Regions from separate parts of the Oryzias latipes genome. Here region 2 is linked to region 1. The links are chromatin contacts, called in public Hi-C maps. All regions are on one chromosome and are shown on one strand. Each heading gives the region's core, a stretch centred on a gene start, on an enhancer-like site or on the middle of the called end of the contact. The rest is flanking DNA. Distances are from core to core; before and after follow the strand shown. Region 1 holds the start of LOC101167157 (protocadherin-8). Region 2 holds the start of LOC101168755 (E3 ubiquitin-protein ligase Midline-1).

Region 1 (5,211 bases), core at 1,228-3,727:
TACATCAAAATATGACACGGAAAATCTTCCGAGCGACTTACTTTTGTGTCTGAGTCTCCACTCCTCTCCTCGTACAGGCAAGAATTGTCCAGCGACAGAGACGTCCCCTCGTGGAAAAATCCCCGCTGGCCTGTGTAAATGTTTGGCTCTGCTAAACTGAGCATGGGCAGAGGCCTCCCATCAAACAGGTTCACTTCTCTCTTGCTGCCATGGCTTCTCCTCCCACGACTCAGTTTGCATGTGACAGTCACAGCTATTATTGCAATTAACAACAATGCACAACCCCCACTGAGCATGATAATAATAATTAGCGGCCCATCAAAGCTGAAGCCTTCCTCATCACTTGACCGCAGCACAAGGATGACTTGGTCTTCGGCAGGCTCTGCGTCTGAGATGACAAACCTAATCGTGGCGCTGCTGGAGAGCGGAGACCTGCCGCCGTCACTCACTGTGATTTTTATTTCCAGCACGTCCCCATTTTCAGCTGTCAGCCTTTGTTTTAGAGCAATCTCTCCCGTGTCTTCGTTTATCGTAAACAGCTTGGGGTCACCTTGTACAATATGGTAGGCAAGCTCGCCGTTCAGTCCTTCGTCCTCATCTTCAGCTGATACTTGAAGGGCAAGATAACCAGAGGGTGCGTTGTAGGGCAGAGATATATCAGCTGAGTTATTCAGGAAGACAGGGAAGGTGAAGTATGGATAGTTGTCATTCTGATCTACAACTCTGATCTGGATTGTTGATGTGCTGGAAAGAGGGGGGGAGCCTCTGTCCTCTGCTTGGATGACCACCTCAATTTGCTGCAACGTTTCAAAATCAAACGACCTCAAAGAATACAAAGATCCTGAGTGAGAGTCCACAGAAACATAAGTGGAGACTGGAGATCCTCCTTCCACCTCTGAGTCTATGAGTTTGTAGGAAACTTTGGCATTTTTTCCAGTGTCGGGATCACTTGCAACAACCGTGGTTAAAAATGAGCCTGGAATATTATTTTCCAGGACTGAAATCTCATAGAGGGGCTTGCTGAAGAGTGGGGGGTTGTCATTCTCATCAGTCACGCTGATGGTGTACTGCCTGACAGTTTTAAAAGGAGGCTGTCCCAAGTCCTCTGCTACCACAGTCAGGTTATACTCTGGGATGCTTTCTCTGTCTAAAGTTTTAGTGGTGACGATCATGAACGTGTCTCCATACGCCTGCTGAAGGCTGAAGTGCTCGTGCCCGAGCAGGCTGACGCGCACGTAGCCGTTGGAGCCAGAGTCTCTGTCCGAGGTGCTGATGAGAGCCACAAAGCTCTCCGCGGCCGCAGCCTCGGTGATGTACGCCACCCCGTCGCTGCTGGAGGTCATGGGTTTGATACTGATCTCCGGCGCGTTGTCGTTCACGTCCACGACTTCTATCACAACTTTACAGATGGACGGAACCGAGTTCTCACCTGAATCAGAGGCTCTGATTTTCAGCTCGTAGGACCTCCTCTTCTCAAAGTCAACGCGCGCCTTTAAAGTCACATCCCCGGAGTGAGAGTCGACGTGGAAAATGCGAGCAGCCTCCGTGGACACGCCGGTGCCGAGCGCGTACACAACTTCCCCGTTGACGCCGTCATCCGGGTCGAAGGCGTGCACCCTGAGGACCCGGTGTCCCACCGGAGCGTCCTCGTTCAGCTCAACATTCAGAGAGCTGTGCTCGAAGACCGGGCTGTTGTCGTTGAAGTCCAGAACTCTGATGTGCACGGTCATGGAGCCGGACTTTGGAGGCTCTCCTCCATCAGACGCAGTCACTTGGATTGTGTAGGAATCTTCAAGTTCCCTGTCGAGCTCACGCACCAGCACCAGCTCCGCAAACTTTCCCCCGTCCTCCCCTTCACGCACTTCCACGGAGAAGTGTCCGCAGGGGGAGATAGTGTAGCTCTGGATGTAGTTTTCACCTACATCCTCATCCACTGCCATCTGCAGGGGGAATCTGGAGTCAAGGGGCACATTTTCTACGATCTCCAGACTCGTCTCGTTGAGTGGGAAGCGAGGAGAGTGGTCATTGATGTCTTTCACCTCTATCTCCACGTGGATGAGCTGAAACTTTTCTTTGGACAGGGCCACGATGTCGAAAGTGATGAGGCAGCGGGGGGACCTGGGGCATAGCTGCTCTCGATCAATCGGTTCTGCCACACTCAGGAGTCCGTCAGACTCCCTCATCTTAACCACGGAGGAATTACTCTCCTGCATGAAGCGGAAGGACGTGTCCGGGTCATCTCCAGGATCAATTTTTAAATCCTGAGACAAATTTCCAATCTCTGTCCCGGGTGCATCCTCTTCAAAAGTGAAATACCTTGTAGTTGTGCAACCAACGGAGTGTGAAAATACAGCGAGCAGCAGAAAAAGGCCAACTGTTGCAGCTGCGCAGTCAAATCCCATGATGAGGAAGGAGCCGCCGAAAAACGCACTTAAATGGTGCCAAATGGCGGTAACACGTCTCCTGGGCCAGAGTCAGCACTGTGTTGTCAGACTTAGCTGGGACTGTATAAGCTCCAGTGTATGCAAATGGGCTGACCAGCTGACCAATGGCCTTCCAGGAGTGCGCCAAAAGCCAAACGTTTGAGCTTCAACTCACCGTTTGGGCGCAAATGGCTCATCAGATAAACTGATTGTGGCCCTTCAATCCACATGATGATATTGTTACATAAATTAAACGGCAACTAATCAATTAACTTAATTACCTGAGTGGCTGCCAATTAGGTTAGCATGCAAAAGGAAGTTCAGGTGCTGGAACCTTCAACAACAATTATCTGCGTTATGTTGTTTGAATAATGCAATAGGCTACTCATGCCTTATATTATAAGTTTCTGCATAAAAATATAAGTGTGCCACGTTATGTAAAACAGCTAAGACAAATACTTTCCTCTATAACGTAAACACATAACAATGATTTGAACACATATTAGTGGAGTTTATGTTTCTTTTTTTTTTCTTTTTTTTTCATTTAAACTTGTCCTGTCCAACAGCTAGGCAGGCAGAATTTATGTTCCAGCACTTTTCCAGACTTGATAAAGCAGAAAAATCAAATATGTTAGAAAGGAAAATATATAGTTTGAAAATAACTGTAGCAAAGTGCTAAAAAAAGTTAAAGACAAAAGGATATTTTACCAAGAGCAAGACTTAATGGATTTAGAAGCATCTCTGTATAGGAACAAAAGACAACAAAACAAACACTGAATGGAACAAGTCCTCTGGCAGAACAGCATTTAAAACAACATTGATTCATTATTAATGCACAAAGCAGCAACAGCAGAAGGAGAGCACATTGGTTTGAGTACTTTGTTCTTTTAAAAGGAAACTTTAGGGTGTCAGTGCATTAAAAGGCAACTCCACAGCTTATATGAAGCATATATGAAAGTCTCACTGTACTTGCAATGTTTCCAAAAGTTATAAAATAATGATAGAAGATGTTTTAAACTACAGCATTTGTGATGGAAAAAAAAGTATTTTCTTTGAATGAAAAAAAAATCATTTCTGATAAGCAAAAACGAAGAGACATATTTAAAAATGACAGGAATGACTTTCATATTAACTGACTTGTTTAAAACTCTTTTCTGGTTTAATCTCCTCTTTTCCACACTACATTTTGTGTGTGTGTGTAATTTAAAGGCCCACTCAAATGAAAATTATGTTGTGGATGTTTTTAACAAGTTCTTGTGGTATTTCTCTCACGATGAAAAATTCTAATGAATGAGAAGGTGTGTCCAAAATTTTGGTTTGTACTGTATATAAAGTAAGTCTAAAATTGCACTTTTGGGTATTTCTTTATTCAAATTTTTGTGAATCAGGAGCAGACACAAAAATGCAGTTGGAAAATGTTTGTACTTGTGACACAGAGGTCATTATGGCAAACTAGAGGTTCCCTGCTCCGCTCCATTCTAATGAATTCCATTGTAGATGTAGATCCATGTACGTCTGTTATCGTCTGAGCTGGCATTTAACTATAAACTATAACTATTGGATAACTACAATTATTCTCGCCATTTTTGCCGCACTTCTAACGATAGGTTGGGGATATGAGGGGCTGTAAGCTAGCAGAACAGGGTGTAAACAGAGGGATGATGGGAAGTGGGGGGAAGGGCTTACTCTTCGTCAGAAGTCTCGCCCAAACCTCAGAGTCAAATTTTGAATTAACTACTACCACTTTGTAGAAACTATGCCCTAGAAAATGACACAGATTTTTTTGATTTAGCCTAAAAATAGCATAATCACAATCAAATTACCACTGGGCATGCTTTACAATAGATCATAATTTAATTAGAATGGGACTTTAAATTTATATTTGCATTAATTCACAGTGTTGCTTCCTGGCTGCCACACACCACTCATCGGTTTCCGCAGCGTTTTTCATTTGTTTGTTGCCCAGTTTTGTCATTTGATGCATGTTTTGTAGGTGTTGTTCCACTTTATGTTGACTCTTTAAAGTGGTTTATTAAAGCCTTGCTTGTCTTTTGGTGCTTATTATATCTCACATCAGTAACTATTTGAGTTTGTCCTCGGTTTTTGTCTGAAACCTTCATTTGACTCCTCACTTATGGTCACCCTCAAGTGCAAAGCACAGCAACAAATCGTTCAATGCAAAAACATATAAAAATTCACAACTATTAAAAAAGCAAAACTCAAAAAAAATAAAAATAAAAAAACATTGTTACATTTTAGAAATCAAAACAAAATAGCAGAAGCAAAAAGACAATTCCAAAAAACTGAAACAAAATGAAACGAAAAATTGAAATAAAATGTAAAAAGAATTGAAAGACAAGAAAGTACTCTGGGACATCACTGATTGGATGACAACCCGGTTCACTTTTTCAACCGGATATTATTTGGCATGGCAATATTTTCCAACAGAATATATTTCTTTACGAGGCCTATATCATGCTATTCTTAACCCTTTCAGAGGAAACTATATCCATGTATGATAATATATTACCTTTGATCCACTGAATAATAATTTTTTAAATGAAATGTGAATTATTTTCACAGCTCATTTTCCTCCCTGGGAGTAAGATGACTCAATCTCTAAGGCTTCGCCTTTCGCTCCTTGTGGGTACCGCCCATTGTATGTCATCAATTCACAGTCGGCCTCGGCACCGTGTCTGCGTTTTGCCCACGAAAACAAACAACATCTGAACTTTCGCAAAGATGGATGTGCATATTGTGCATATAAAAGAAAGGCATTTTGCAGATC
Region 2 (5,211 bases), core at 730-3,229, 140 kb after region 1:
GCTTGGAGGAGTCTGTAATTGCTTCCAGCTTCTGCAGGAAGTGCTGCAGAAGCGCAGTGTCATATTCACTATGAATGATCAGATCTTATCATAGATGAGGCAGATGAAGCCCTAACCGTCTCTGTCCAGTCTGAAAGCTAGCTCCTAACCCTTAAACTAAACTGATGCTGAACCTGGCCAGGCTGGATTAAATATGCCATGTATCCAGAGCAGGTCCACTTTTTCAACAAAGATGTTTCATATATTCATGTTCTTTCTTCTTTGACATGAGAGTACTTCCAAATTCTCAGATCTCAACAAGATTGTGGGGACTGAAACATTCACTGTAGTGGGCTGTTTCCACATGTCCAGGGAGACTGGTGAAGCCAAAGGCAGAAGCCCAGATGTTTGAATCTGGGTCATCTGTGTGCAGGCTAAAGGCTTGTTTGTGTAACCAAACCAGCTCAGTCCAAGGCATTTTTGATGCTGCTGTTAATGCAGAACATCTTATTATCTTATTAAAACACACAAAGGTCCTTCTGTCTTAATGATAATCCTGCAAGCTTAAAACAAAACTAATGTTTCACATATTTTGTTGTGAATTTTTGACCCAATGTGGAATAGCTAAATACTTATCCCCCCATCACGGCATTCCTTCAGGACTGCTTGGACACATTCCACAAATCTGAGACATTCTCAGGATACAAATGAAACATTTGTAGAGGCAACCCTCCTTAAATAACAGTTAAGCAGTTTTCTAAACACAAGCAGACACACGTGGTCACTCACGTACTTGAATAACCAAAATCTTTCATTGCATTAATAGTATTTAGCTTTAGTCTACATTTCGAAAACATACCTTCAGAATTACACTGTAGATGTACAAAGACAACCCCCCATGTTTGGACAATCCAGAATCGACTTGCAGCTTGTCAAAATACCCAAACCTGGAGAACTCACAGCTGCTGAAGGAGCAGTTCATCAAGAGACAACATGTTTTCAATTAGTCAGAGTGGATCCTAAAGAAAAAAGGAGCTAAATATCAACAGGAAGGTGGGGTTACCTTCAAACAACAAATCAGAGATGAATTCCAAAGAAAGTTCTCTGGGCAAATCTCTTCACAAGGAAAGTCTTCTTCCAAAAAGTATGTTGTTTTAGAGCAGATCTAAACGCTCACCAAAAGAGAGAAGCAAATGAGTTACCCAGAGCCCCAGTTTTCTCCGGGACATTACTTTCCCACCACAGCAAAGGAATGCTTCTCATTTAAAACCATAAACAATTGTTTCAAAGATACACAAAACTGAGCATTTTATTATACTTTGAGAACGTTATAGTAACTGTTTGCCAGATGAATAACTCAGTCTGCAGCTGTTTTATGGGGAGTCTGATGGAACAGAGCTGTACTCAGCTGTCAGCAGATGTCATGCATGTGCAAACAAGAGGGTGCGTGTTACAAAGACAATATGCTTGGCTCCACTTTTAACATGGGCTTTAAAAAAGAGTGACAAAGATACCTTCTAGTACTTTGTCTTCACTTTTCATACTTGTTTACCCATTTGTTTGTGCCTGCTAAATTACATAAATTGAGCGTTTTACCGTCATTAATCTCCATTTTTAGACGCATTCGTCCTTGATCAGCCTGAATAGTAGCCGGGCAAAAATGCCTGAACTGATCTTACCTTCTTCTCCATAGCTGTGAAGGCTTCTGGGTCTCTCTGCTGAAAGAAAAAAAGACTAAAACAGAGAACCACTTTCAGACAGCTTATAATTCCCTGGAGGTAGGACAGACAGGAGACAGAGAACTGAAGGTGTTCTGTATGTACACACCTCTTTAGTGGAGTTCACTATCACACACACACACAGCCCTGACACACACTGCACCTTCATCTGCTTTACAGGTTTATACAGGAGAATGAGAGCAGGAACTAATCCGGCCGTAAGCTGTCACTGAAAGGAAGTAGGAAGCTGTTTGTCATCCACAGAGGTTAATACTAAAATCTTCCCCAAAAAAGTAGGTATTCCACCTGTTTTTCTTCGTCTGCAGTGACAATACGAGGTAATCTTGTCACATTCAGAAAAAGGCTGAATTTAACCCTTATGATGCAGGACCTTTAGGAGCCTTTTTTTTTTTTTACAAACTTGCTTTAATAATTTATCTTTAAAATCGTTTTTTATAACAATGCTTCAAATCCATTTTAGTAGTACAATCCCAGCTCCTTTTATTATAAATATTTTTTCTTTATATTTCGTAATAATTCCAAAATTGAAGCTGGACAAAAAAAAAATACATTCCAAGTGGTAAATTTTGTATTTTTTACTGCAGAACATCACAAAAAATAAGATCAAACTATAGGTTGTTATTTTTATATCAAAGTTCAAAAATGTGAAGACATAATAAATGTATAGATCAAAAATAAAGGGCAAAGACAAGGTCCAAAAATCATGAAAAATGTTACAACTTTTTAAAACCTTTTTGAAAATTACAAAGATTTATTTCAAGGGGAATCACAATGTTGTGTCAGAATTATTTTTTTTAAATCAAAGATTTCAAAGCAAACACTTTTTTAAACCTTCCCGTTGAATTTAAAAACCAAACTTTGCCTTTCCTACACAATTTTCCACCACCAATGTGATTGGCCAATGATAGAAATATGTTTTTATTTTTAATTTTACATTTTCGGTTTGTTGGGTTTTTTTTTTTCTTAACTTGTCCTGTCCAACAGCTGAGCACAGAGATGAGAGCTTAAAGCCTGTTGAGTAGGACATATTTTACTGTTACAACAGGGTTAACAATCTTTTGACACACTGGGTGTATATTTGAATTTACCCCTTTTGTAATGTAGGCTAAACTTTATTCATTTCACTTATATTTGTAACAATCTTTGGTTGGACCGGATGGAAAAGAAAAGGAGGGAAGAAGAGAGAGGGATGTTAGAGAGAGGGGGGTGGTGATTAAAGAAGGGAGGGGGGGGGGGGTAGAACTGTGAAGCAGCATAAAGCAACAAGTTGCTGGATGTTTCTAATCATTACAGTCAGGTTCCTAAGTAAAACAAATCTAAAAGGGGCGGGACCTGTCCACACACACACTCAAATGTTATAAACATACTTGTTGGCTCCAATAATGTTCAAATACAAGACATGTCAACATGCACACAATACAACTAATGTTCACACACGTATACAATTTGCATATATACGTATGTATTCAGACCAACACATGTGAAACATTTCATTCAGTCACGCAAACTATTTGTGCATCGGTTTGTTGTTTTATTACAGACTAAGAATGCTTGAGGCTCACAGCAGTCAGACAAAAAAAGTGAAGGTTAGGTTAAAAACATGATTAGGCAGAAGAGAATTGGTTTTCTCCACCCTTATGAGAATTCATCCTACAAGATAGATGAGTCAGTCGGAAAACAATTCTCCACTTGTTATAACGAGATCATATCTTAGAAATTGGGTGTGTATCCCTCAAGTGAAAAAGCAAGATGTTTCAGCCAAGTAGGACCTTTTTTATTCCTAGATAAATTATTGAATATTAATATCTGTGAAAAACATCCAGAAGCGTTAGGAAAAGGTGCCCCAGGAGAGCAGGAGTCCTAAAACCAACGCCGACAAACCCATTCTACAATGACTCCAATTATACCCTGCAGTTTTGTCTGCAAACAAGTTTTAGAAACAGGCTTGTGACACTTGTTGTGAAACTTCCCAAACCCTGCCTGCAGGTTGTTTTGAACGCAGACACGAAGAACCCAACGGATGAAGCTGAAAAGCATTTTATTACTAAATAATAGTACAAGATGGGAAGCAGTAAATTAGGTTATGTATCATGAGCAAAACCTCTTGAGGACAGTTAATTATGAAAACTAGACATCTGTCTAAAACAGATGTCACCTGGATGTCATCTTGGGTTTGGATGCTCTGTTAATCCATGAAAACAAGCGGCTGCAGAGCTTCTTCTCTCGACTGCCTCAGACAACATTCGTTCCTGCCATTGTTGGCCGACCTCTGGGAGTTGGATGAAAAAGCTGCCGGAGGGGAGCATACGACATTTGAACATCCAAAACTCTGATCTAATTTCAGCTCAAAATCAAAGGCGAACATGTTTGGTTTTAAATAAGTATGATGTGAAGCAGTTACAAAGATTTTAAACTGAAACCCACCGTGGATGAAACCCATGCTGTCCGGAAATGCTTCCAGATTTCATGAAGAGATACACAAAGAAACTTGTTTCACCATTTTAGAAGATTTCCCTCATTGTAGGGGTTACTTCGCACAAAAAAAACAGTACAAATAAATAAACAAAAGTGATGAAAATGACCTCCAGAATTTTAAAACAATGTAGATTCTCTCCTAAAGTATTTATTATTTAAAAAGTTACATTTGTATTACTTTTATTTGTTTCTACTCTGCATGAGAGGACATAGCAGTTAAAGTTTGAAATAGTTTTGAACCCAAGTCTTGTTCTTTCTTGCCTGATGTCAAATTATTTTAAATACAGATTCCCAGCAAAATGTTCAAAACTAAACGTGGGATCATTATTTTAAATTGAGATTGTTAGAAATGTGAATAAGATTGAACTTGTTAGAAACAGTAAATTTGTTTACACTGAATCGGTATAAAAGATATAACCACATGGAAATGTACTGAGCCCGTGTCCTGACATTAAAAAAATAAAAAGTATCTTGTTCCCACAAATTAATATCTTGTTCGCATAAAATAATATTCCGTTCCCACAAGATAATATTCCGCTCCCACGAAACACTGTTTCGTTCCCTTGAAATAATTAATTAGTGTGAACAAGATAATAATTTTTCACGTCATAAGTCATTCATAAACACGGATATGCTCTCCATCCGGCCGCAAAAGCCGCATTCAGCGGTACCTTCCGTGTCTCTGTGACCCACAAATGTTCAAGAAAGGAAAAAGAAAAACAAGAATGATAAATGTATTATTGTCTCAATGAATATAAGAAAAATATCATTAGATTCAGGATGCCCAAGCTTGCTGTTTCGCCACACCGCAGCGATTCTCCGGATATAGCACCTAGCTCCGCCGCAGAGCTCTTTAGCTTGTCTTGCCGGCATTCGGGTGCGGTATGGATATTGTAGTTTAGGTTCGAATAGGAATAATAATATTCAGGACTTGTCTTTTTATTAAAATACTCTTTAGCAGTCACTTTACATTCGAAGGCTAGTAGGCTACATGCTACCTAGCCCATCATTAACCTGT

The links. Hi-C and Micro-C count contacts between places; a contact is called where the count stands out from the background.
Region 2: a contact with region 1 is called in a Hi-C map of embryo, with 1.9 times the contacts expected there. The contact joins the promoter of LOC101168755 here to the promoter of LOC101167157 in region 1. A contact is called at or near these places in 4 of 5 Hi-C or Micro-C datasets (embryo, fibroblasts and gastrula embryo).

Annotation. Positions count from the first base shown.
Region 1 is chr21:23,715,839-23,721,049 of ASM223467v1, forward strand. LOC101167157 (protocadherin-8) reads right to left here and starts at 2,478. Exons shown (of 4, transcript XM_004081781.3): 1 at 42-2,478. The coding sequence starts at 2,402.
Region 2 is chr21:23,860,791-23,866,001 of ASM223467v1, forward strand. It overlaps LOC101168755 (E3 ubiquitin-protein ligase Midline-1), which reads right to left and starts at 1,980. Exons shown (of 13, transcript XM_020713050.2): 1 at 1,659-1,980; 2 at 1,043-1,144; 3 at 839-941.